3 separate regions of the Hordeum vulgare genome follow, and regions 1 and 2 are each linked to region 3. Evidence: chromatin contacts called from public Hi-C data. All regions are on one chromosome and are shown on one strand. The core of a region is the stretch at or near the end of the contact, and the rest is flanking DNA. Distances in the headings are between cores, read along the strand shown.

What was found. Hi-C and Micro-C count contacts between places; a contact is called where the count stands out from the background.
Region 1: a Hi-C map of seedling shows a contact between it and region 3, with 2.6 times the contacts expected there. The contact joins the enhancer-like site here to the promoter of LOC123427092 in region 3. A contact is called at or near these places in 2 of 6 Hi-C or Micro-C datasets (leaf and seedling).
Region 2: a Hi-C map of seedling shows a contact between it and region 3, with 7 times the contacts expected there. The contact joins the promoter of LOC123427095 here to the promoter of LOC123427092 in region 3. A contact is called at or near these places in 3 of 6 Hi-C or Micro-C datasets (leaf and seedling) and 1 of 1 datasets of contacts at active chromatin or transcription factors (embryo).

What each region holds. Positions count from the first base shown.
Region 1 is chr2H:539,244,190-539,247,149 of MorexV3_pseudomolecules_assembly, forward strand. It overlaps LOC123427096 (eIF-2-alpha kinase GCN2), which reads right to left. Exons shown (of 31, transcript XR_006622364.1): 29 at 2,541-2,781; 30 at 2,159-2,453; 31 at 1,904-2,063. Among protein-coding and RNA genes, the nearest start is that of TRNAL-UAA, 4.2 kb to the left of the region's middle. Within about 2 kb of position 1,307, at least 3 of the 3 cell types and tissues checked have open chromatin away from gene starts, as enhancers often do. A contact at or near this core is called in leaf and seedling, where this site is marked.
Region 2 is chr2H:539,183,250-539,186,505 of MorexV3_pseudomolecules_assembly, forward strand. LOC123427095 (B-box zinc finger protein 24-like) reads left to right here and starts at 1,915. Exons shown (of 2, transcript XM_045111051.1): 1 at 1,915-2,731; 2 at 2,835-3,256. The coding sequence starts at 2,231. The coding sequence ends at 3,089.
Region 3 is chr2H:538,888,387-538,891,468 of MorexV3_pseudomolecules_assembly, forward strand. It overlaps LOC123427092, which reads left to right and starts at 1,751. Exons shown (of 4, transcript XM_045111046.1): 1 at 1,751-2,139.

The sequences.
Region 1 (2,960 bases), core at 57-2,556, 360 kb after region 3:
CACGAACAAATACTATGTACGTTTTTTAAGGCCGGCGAGATTGGAGATGCCCTCATATATCTTCATGTTTTCATACTAAAAGACTTGCTGGCACGTACTACCCACTTACCATATACTTCCTCTGTTCCTAAATATAAGTCTTTCTAGAGATTTCACTAGTGGACTACATACGGATATATATAGACATACTTTAGTGTACATATTCACTCATTTTGCTTCGCATGTAGACGTCTAGTGAAATCTCTTAAAAGACTTATATTTAGGAACAGAGGGAGTACATATCTTTACCTAATAATAAAAAGGCTATCGCTTCCGTCGGAAAACCCACCAAGGTGATTTTACAAAAAAAGTCCTTCCTGTTTATGACATTAAACTCATAGTATATATTAAATGTTTTTTAAATACCCATATCTTTTAAACCGTAACTCCAAATTTAACATATTATATATGGAATTTGATTAAAAAATATGTAGAATTTAAATATGATATTATTTTATCTGTTAAACGTTTAATAAAAATACTATCTAGGATGCAATCTTAATAAATAAGTCATTATTCGTCTTTCTTTCATACCGGTACTCATCCGGGTTGGGGATGAACACGTCAACAAAATCAGGATTAGAGATGAAACTGAAGGTCACTTGACTGATTCTTTGTACGTATTAAATCTACATGCAAGTCGTGTTAAAATAGAAGACCTGTGAAATTTTGAACTGCATTTTTGTAGGATAAGACCATTTTTATTTGTGTCGTAACTATAAATTCTCAGATTATAGACCATTTTTTATAAATTAAGAGCGTGTGGTATTTCTTTCTCCCGTTGCAACGCATTGGCCCTTTTGCTAGTATACACAAATAAACGAAGAGAAGGAAAGGCTGCAAACATAAGGACAAACCACTTTCCATATTTCTCGTTAAACGCAGCGGCATACAGCAACATTTTGCAATAACGCGAACATCTTGTCACGTCTGATTGTCCGGTCCTGCTGAACAAGAGAAGAGGATATGCTGCCGCAGTGCCGCTGATACTAGTAGCAGCTTCTACGGTCTGGAGGCTGGAGACACCTGTTGGCATGCCAGGTGAGAAGCGAGAGCTCCCGAAAGGATACCGACGAAAAGGGTGGCCGGCCCTTGTCATCAAGTCGCATGCAAACGCGTTTTGGCAGGTAGTTGGTCTGCACTCCTCTTCATATTCAAGTTAACACAGGGAGAGAAAAGAAAGGCCAAGAAAACTACAGGTCAACCGAAACCGCGTGGAGCAAGCAGTCCCCACTGTACCGTCGGAGGCGGATCTCGGTCGTCGACCGTCGCCCGCGATCTCACCGTCGGATCGGACATCCACGGCAGATGTGCGTGCTTCCACACGTGCCGAACCGCCGACAGGCCGGCGCCCTCTAATTCCGCGGGTAGATGCACGAACTGCAGCTGGCTCGGCTCGGGCTTCACTGGATTGCAGCTCATCCGTGCCGCTGTATTATGGTTTATGGAGCCTGAATGAGTGGCACTCGACCGGAACTGACCTGTTGTTCGCGATGCGCGTGCATGGATTTGGTAGATTAATCCCCGTGCTAAGAATCGTTTGGACATGCTGGGTTAGCTTAATAGTGTAGGAGGAGACTTGGGAGGGCGATAGATTCTTTCTTGAATGGTGGCATTCCATGTGCATCGCGCAGTACATGGCGTGAATTTCCAGCGGGCAGGCGAGCAGTGCTCGTCTAGTGCGAATAAAGAACAAGAACTACTGGAATGGTCCTTGCAGTGGCTAGCTTTACCTAATCAATGCGGTGTTCAGTTTGACAAAGGGCTCAAACGGGAGGTGACAACCGCAAAGAGTAACGTCAACGTCACGACGCCGGCCTCTCATGCTGGGTTGGTACTTCGCACAGTGACGGAAACACTGGAGTTGAATCAAGTGATGCTCTTTCGCACTGTGCACAGATAACAGATTACATACATTCTACTTTGACCGGTATTGTAGCAAAACTGCATTGGCTTGTCTTCTCCAAGCTAAGCCAGTTGCAAAACTGGGCATTTCCTACGAGCATCAAAGAAGGAAAATTGGCCTGTACATGATCGTAAACAATTTGAACTATGCAAAAGACTGCCTTGTAGAAGAATTTGAAGCAAATTTTTTTGCAAAGGGCATAACTGGGTGAACCTGTAGCACAGCCGTTCCACTATCAACAAGAACGTTGTGCAGCATTCCAGCTCCATGATCACATCGCAGAAGTAACTCTGCACCAACTAGCTATCCACATAATAGCAGCCAAGATTGCCTTAAAACAGCTACCCGTCAGCTTGCATTCACCGCAATACTGCTCCAGGACAATCAGGATTACACCAAGCCATCAATCTTGGCCAATGCTCCAGGATAACCAAGATTGAACAAAGCCACCAGTCACCCTGCAATTTGGTGTAGGTGAAAATGTTTGGCAAGGCAACACTGCTTTCACCTGGAAGTTCAAAGAGAAAAATACCAGTAACCACAAACTGGTTCAGCTGCAGAAAAGGTGGAACTCGAGAACATAATGGAAACTAACCCGGCCATAGGAAAGATTATATCCAGGACAGGTCTTTTTCGTCATATCCAGGATAGGTAGATAAAAAGTCTGATATTGATCGACCATTTGGAATAGCAAACCTGAAATTCACTTAGGAGCAGACTGCCAATCAGCTCCAGATTGTAGGATTTTTGAACTGTAAAGATATTGCTTCAGACAGGAACTTCACAATTTCTTCCTTTTCAACATCTTTCTCCTTTCTTGCATCGAGATGTCTAACCTGAACCGAAGATAATAAAAGCATAGAAACATTAGTAATTTCCTGAACCAAGTGCAGGTAGAACAATCCGTGGTTTTCCTTGACGTTAATTTTCCTCGTCGAAATAGACATATCAATGGTCAAGTTTGCATCTACCCTAAATTTTTCAGTATTTTGCATGATGTTTTTAGTGTGCCTCC
Region 2 (3,256 bases), core at 665-3,164, 300 kb after region 3:
GCTCCTCTTAGCTGTGGCATGATCTGCGCGCGCCAGAGGATGAAGTTGGTGCGGGTAAGCCTCTCCGTGACTTGGCCATTGAGGTTTGGCTGGGAGGCGCCGGAGGAAGACATGGCTAGGGTTGTTTCGCTAGATGGTTTGGAAAAGGATAGCTCTGATTACCATGTGCGAACTTGCGGAAACGTCTTACCCTTGTTGGGCGACGTGATGCGTGTTTATATAGCAGGGTGCAAGCCTGGATATGCGTACAAGGTTTTGGAGAGTTACATCTTGAAAAAGAAGAAAACTAGAGATAAGATATTTGAATACACAATGAGACAAGCTGCGGTTTAAATAACTACGTATAGTCTATCTCTATCTAAGATATCTCCAAGATATTCCTGCGTTTAACACAACATACGTACCATTTGTCTCAAGAAGTTTTTTTTTTTTTTTAGATTTGTATATTTTCAAAACGTTTTATTTCTTAAACACAACATCCATGTAGTGGAGACAAGGGCCACCCAACATCCTGCATACGTACCACTTGCCTCAAGTGGAGTATGTATTTCGGTGCGAAGCTCACAGACCTCGCTCGGCATGACATGGTTCTCGTCTTCTCGACTTCTCCGCTCGTCACGCGCCGGGTCCAATTTACATACAGCCTGTCCGTGCGGACGTCTGCGAGGCTGTGGCTGAAGCTTCCCAGCGTCAACCTCTGTTCATCAATGCGGCAAAGACGGGTGACATGTTGAGCGGAGCCATCAAATCCACCGCAGAATCCCAAATTCACCATAATTCGAGAATTCAGCTGATCAGTGTGTTGCTCAATGGTCCAAGCGTTTCAAGAAATTTGGTCCAAAAAGTGATCCTGCATGTAAAAATGAGCACCATGAGCTATGAACGGCGCAGAGGAACTCACCGGTCGGAGGGCCGGGCCTTCGGTGTGAACGCGAATCTGTCGTTCTGTGCGCTCACATTCATAATTTACTCGAGTGCTCCAAAAAAAATACTGTATTATAAAAAAAAACATGGAAGCATGAGGAAGATAGAAGAGCGCTTCTTTCATGGCTCGGATGCGTTGTGCGCCTTTTCGGTTGCTCCAGCAGAGCGCTCCCGCGCAAGGGTGTTTGGTGGCCTACCCTAACATGCAGGATGTCCTTGGGTTACGTCCATGACGCCCCTTGAAAACGAACTGTACGTGAAGCTTAGGCGCGTGTTTGGTGTTGGATGCACGTTCGGCGCAGACGTGACACATCACGCCTCACCTTCTTCCCTGGCCCCAAAATATCGTCTCCAAATGTGGCTGGGTTTGCAACCTCCGACGCCGTCAGGTTCTCGAGTGAGAGACAGGTGTCGACAACTCAAACGGTGTCCGCTGAGGAATATCGGCGTCCCGTCCGCCGGATGCAAACAGCGACCATCAGTCAGTCAGGCTCCCGTGAGCTCTGGACGCCCTTCGCATCCGTGCCGTGTTGAGTAGCGGCGATCGTCGTCCACCGAGGAACGGAACGCATATTTGGTCCGTCGTAGACCTCTGGTAAAAAAGACCCGGGATCGCCTCATGGTACGAACCTGCGATGAACAGGTGAGATTTCCCCCAAGCAAACGCTGCACCGACTTAAATCTTAAATGGCCCGTTGAGGTGGTTGTCACAGTGCGCCTATGACCTGCGTTCCTTTTTCTTTTTTTTTTTGCGGGGGACCTCCGTTCCTGTTTGTGCTCATGCCTCACGTCCGTCCTCTGAGCGTACGCAGCACGGCTTTTCCTACAAGCCGCTCGATCGATCGTACTACGAGAGCACACCTAACAGTCGATTATCACCAACGTACGACAAAGCAATTTACACCGGTGCATGATGCGCGACGTGACGCTAGCGTCTCCCCTCGTTAGAAAGATCTCCCCCACACATCACAGTCCGAGTCCTACACTACTTTGCACGCCGCGAGTCCGCAAAATCAAATTCCCGGCCGCGGCGAGCGCTCCCTGCCAGAGCGCGAGCGAGCGAGAGACACTAGTCATCAGGGACCAGCCGTCGCCTAACCGCAGAGGCCCTCTCGTCCACAGGAAGCTCCCGCGTGTGCACGTCGCCGCGATTTATACGCCGCTCGTTTCTCGCCGTCGCCCCTCCACTCCCATCTCCCATCATTTCTCTAGCGGCAGCTAGTCGACGCACGTGAAGCCTGAGCTTAGCTTGAGCCGTAGAGCGAGCGACCGGAGCCGACAAGCAAGAAAGCGCGGGAAGGCAGCCATGAGGATCCAGTGCGACGCGTGCGAGGGCGCGGCGGCGACGGTGGTGTGCTGCGCGGACGAGGCGGCGCTGTGCGCGCGCTGCGACGTGCAGATCCACGCCGCCAACAAGCTGGCCAGCAAGCACCAGCGCCTCCCGCTCGAGGGCGCCGCCGCGGCGGCAGGGCTCCCGCGCTGCGACGTGTGCCAGGACAAGCCGGCCTTCGTCTTCTGCGTGGAGGACAGGGCGCTCTTCTGCCGCGACTGCGACGACTCCATCCACGTCCAGGGCACGCTCTCCGCCAACCACCAACGCTACATCGCCACCGGCATCCGCGTCGGCTTCAGCTCCGTCTGCAGCGCACACGCCGACAGCCACCCGCCGCCGCCGCCCTCCAAGCCCCCCAGGGCGGCGCCGGTCTCGGCCGCGGCGCAGGAGGTGCCGTCGTCGCCGTTCATGCCGTCGTCCGGCTGGGCCGTCGAGGACCTCCTGCAGTTCTCCGACTACGAGTCCAGCGACAAGGCAAGGAGCTAGGCAAATCACCTACTACTATTGTATCCCTGCCACCTCCATGGATACATCTCACCGTGCCTCCATGCGCTTCCTTTTCTGCCTGCTGTTGCAGAAGGGTTCTCCGTCTCCTCTCGGGTTCAAGGAGCTGGAGTGGTTCGCCGACATCGACCTGTTCCACGACGACCAGGCGCCGGCATCCAAGTGGGGCAGAACCGCGGTGGAGGTCCCCGAGCTCTTCGCCTCGCCGCCGCCGACGAGCAACGGGGGCTTCTACAAGACAGCCGGTGCGCGCCAGAGCAAGAAGGCGAGGGTGGAGCTGCCCGACGACGACGACGAGGACTACCTCATCGTTCCCGATCTTGGATGAGATATCTGAACTGAATGTATAGTTCGTATGTGTGATGTATTCCCTCCGTTCCAAAGTACTTGTCGTGTCTTAGTTCAAGTTTGTCCAAAATACCTGGTTTCAGTTCAAATTTGTACTAAAAGCACGACAAATATTTTGGAACGGATGAAGTATGAGTAAACTAGTGA
Region 3 (3,082 bases), core at 501-3,000:
CATATTTTGTAAAAATATTGAAAATGTATAAAGAATATTTCAGATGTATACAAAAGCTGTACAATATGTATACAAAAGTTGGCATCAAAACATGTATTGAAAAAAAAATGTTAACCATGTATTGTAAAAAGTTAAAAGTGTATAAAAAAATGTCCTGATGTATAGCCTTGGCGAAAGGGCACATAACCCCTTGTAGGATTTGCGGGAGCAACTAAGGAAGTAGTAGCCCTCGGCAGCCAGCGCAAGGGTCATCTGGGATGGGCCGAGAGCCTGTCACTTGGCATGTTTTAAGCTGCCATCACGTATTGTGTTTTGAGTGCTTCCTCTGATTTTTTTCAAGTGTTTTCTTCTTTTTAGATGGTTTTTTAATGATTTTTTGACTTTTCGGTCTCCCCCGGTCTTACTTCGGTTTTGAAAGAAAAATGATACGTTTGCACGAAATACACGTTTTCTTTTAAATTTCTTTCACGAAATACACGGATTTGCTTGCATGACAGGCACAGTTGTGTCTCTTGGAAGCGAAAGGAAATATCTTTTCATATTTTCTTCCGCGAGAGTTATGGATTTGCTTTCGTGAGAAGGATACTCATGCCTCTCGAAATCGAAAAGAACACATTTTTCCTTCCATGTAAGGCACGAATTTGTTCCGCGAGATGCGCAGTTATGCCTTGTGAAAACGAAAAAGAACATATATTTTTTCCTTTGCGAAAGGCATCGATTTGCTTTGGTGAGAGACACAGTTGTTCCATTTGGAAACGAGAAAAATATCTTTTTTTACTTCCGCGAGAGACATGCATTTACTTCTTGTGGAGGCATAAATTTGCTTCCGCGAGTCATGCCTTTTTTGAAAAGGAAAAAAACATGCTTCCGGTTTGATTTTTTCGTCCGGTTTTGTCTGTGAAAAATAATTTTCATCAAAATATATTAGAATAGGATCTACGTTTAGAATTCTAACATGAAAACGGTTTAAAATTTAGACGCACGGTTTAAAAGATATATATTTTTGAATAAATAAATCTACAAAAAGGAAAAACTCTCAAGTCGCAATAAATGATACACATGCAGTGCATCATTTGTCATGATCTGAAAAGATGGAATTGATATTTACAAAAAGTGCTCTTTAATTAGTGATTCGGAGGATTTGCCAAGTCTAAAACAAACTTTCAAAAAGCACCGTGGGATATTTTTGGGCCTGTTGGCGTGAAGTAGGCCCAGAAGTAACCAACCAGCCCAAACGGGCTACATGGTAGAGTACTCGACAGGAAGTCTTATATGACGCCTTCAGCGCCGGTTAGAGGAACAGGCGCCTGTTGCGCTCCTCCTCGTGGGCCGGCCCATGTAAAATGCGTCGGCTACTAAAAAATCAAAAAAAGTTCACAGTATTTCAAAAAGTTTAAATTTGCGAAAAAATTAAATAATTATGAAAACAAGTTCACCTATTTTTGAAATATGTTCATGGATTTTCAAAAAGTTCACATAATTCGAAAAACATTCATTAATTTTTAAAAACAGTTCACTGATTTTGAAAAAAGTTCAGAGATTTGAAATTATGTTTATAGATTTTTTAAAAATTTCACCGATTTAAAAAAATTCATCAATTTCAGAAAAAGTTCACGGGTTAAAAAAAGTTCATGACGGATATCTAGATGGGCCGGCCCATTCCGAAGCGCTGCGGGCGCCGGTTAGCTAATTTTGCCTGTAACCGGCGCCTGTGGCGCTAAATAGGGTTTCCCTACTCCACTGTACAGTACGGTTGTACGAAAAGGTTCCGCTATGCAGCCGAAAAAAACGACGACGCAATCCAATCCTTCCTCTCCCCACCCCGCCTCCCCTCCGCAGTCCCCGCTCACCGCCGACCGGGGAGCTTGTCGCGGCGCGGCGCGGCACGGCGGAGCCAAGCTCTACTCCTCCTCCCGTACCTTTCTTTCCTCTCCCTCCCGAGTCCGCCCGACCTACTGACGCGGCTCTGAATCTCTCATATAGCATATACCACAGGCTACAGCTGACGCCTCGATCCCGCCCCCGCCCCCGCCCCCGCCCCCGCCCCCAGACGACCCGCCGTCACCGTTCTTCCTCGCCGGGACGTCGCGTTCCGGCCTTATCCACCCCGTCCGCAGTCTTTGGCCATTGGGTTTTGAGGTATGAGGTTTCACCCTCCACTCCAGCGATTAGATTAATCCTGCTGACCTTCACAATTTTCGGGTGTCTTTGCGCACCCGGCACACCATCTAGATCTGTCCCCTGGCTATCCACCTACGAGCTGTACCTGTACGTAGTACGTTTTTTGCTTTGCCCGTGACATGATTTTCTGCTTGTTGGGTGCGTTTTAAGTTTACCAGGATTCATGTTCAAGAGTATCGGGAATGCGTACAAGGGTAGAATGCTGCACTTCAGCCTACATTGGTGTTCAAGTGTGGTTTCATGACGGTTGGCTGTTGCATTTGTACTTAGATTTTGGGGTAGTTTTGTGGCAGGCTTGGAATTCCTATAAAGCATATTTTAGGTGGGGCTCATAGGATTCACCTAGGGATGCAAATGGTGCAACAAACGGTGCTCACAAGTCCTGTTTAGTTAGCTCGATAATTCATTTTCCCCGGGAAAAAAAACTTTATTGAACTGTTAGACTGATAAGTGGGCTTAAACGGGGCTGGTTTACATCCCTAGTTTCACCTGATTTCCATCACTATCCTCTGTGATCATCCGGAATATTGCTCTACCTAGAAATTCTTTTTTCTTCTGCCGAAAATTCTTTCACACGGACTCAGTTCATTGTTTGGAAAGCTGTTGACAGCATACATGTTTTTTTTTTTTTGATAAAGGGCATTTCATTGAATTGAGATATCGAGTTGATACAATCGCATCGCAAAAAAAACCCGGCCTCTGCATAACTTGATGCACGCAGCCAACGCAGACCCGAAAGAAGTGAAAAGTACCAACAGAAAAGGTAACTAAAAAATGTGGTCTAGCAGCCTAAGATGTAGCAGATCCTATCCGAAGGTCAGACCGCCATCCATGGGTGTAGAAAACCTCCATGGCCGTACGCTCCAGCCGTATAGACGCCATCATAAAAAGGTCCCTGTCT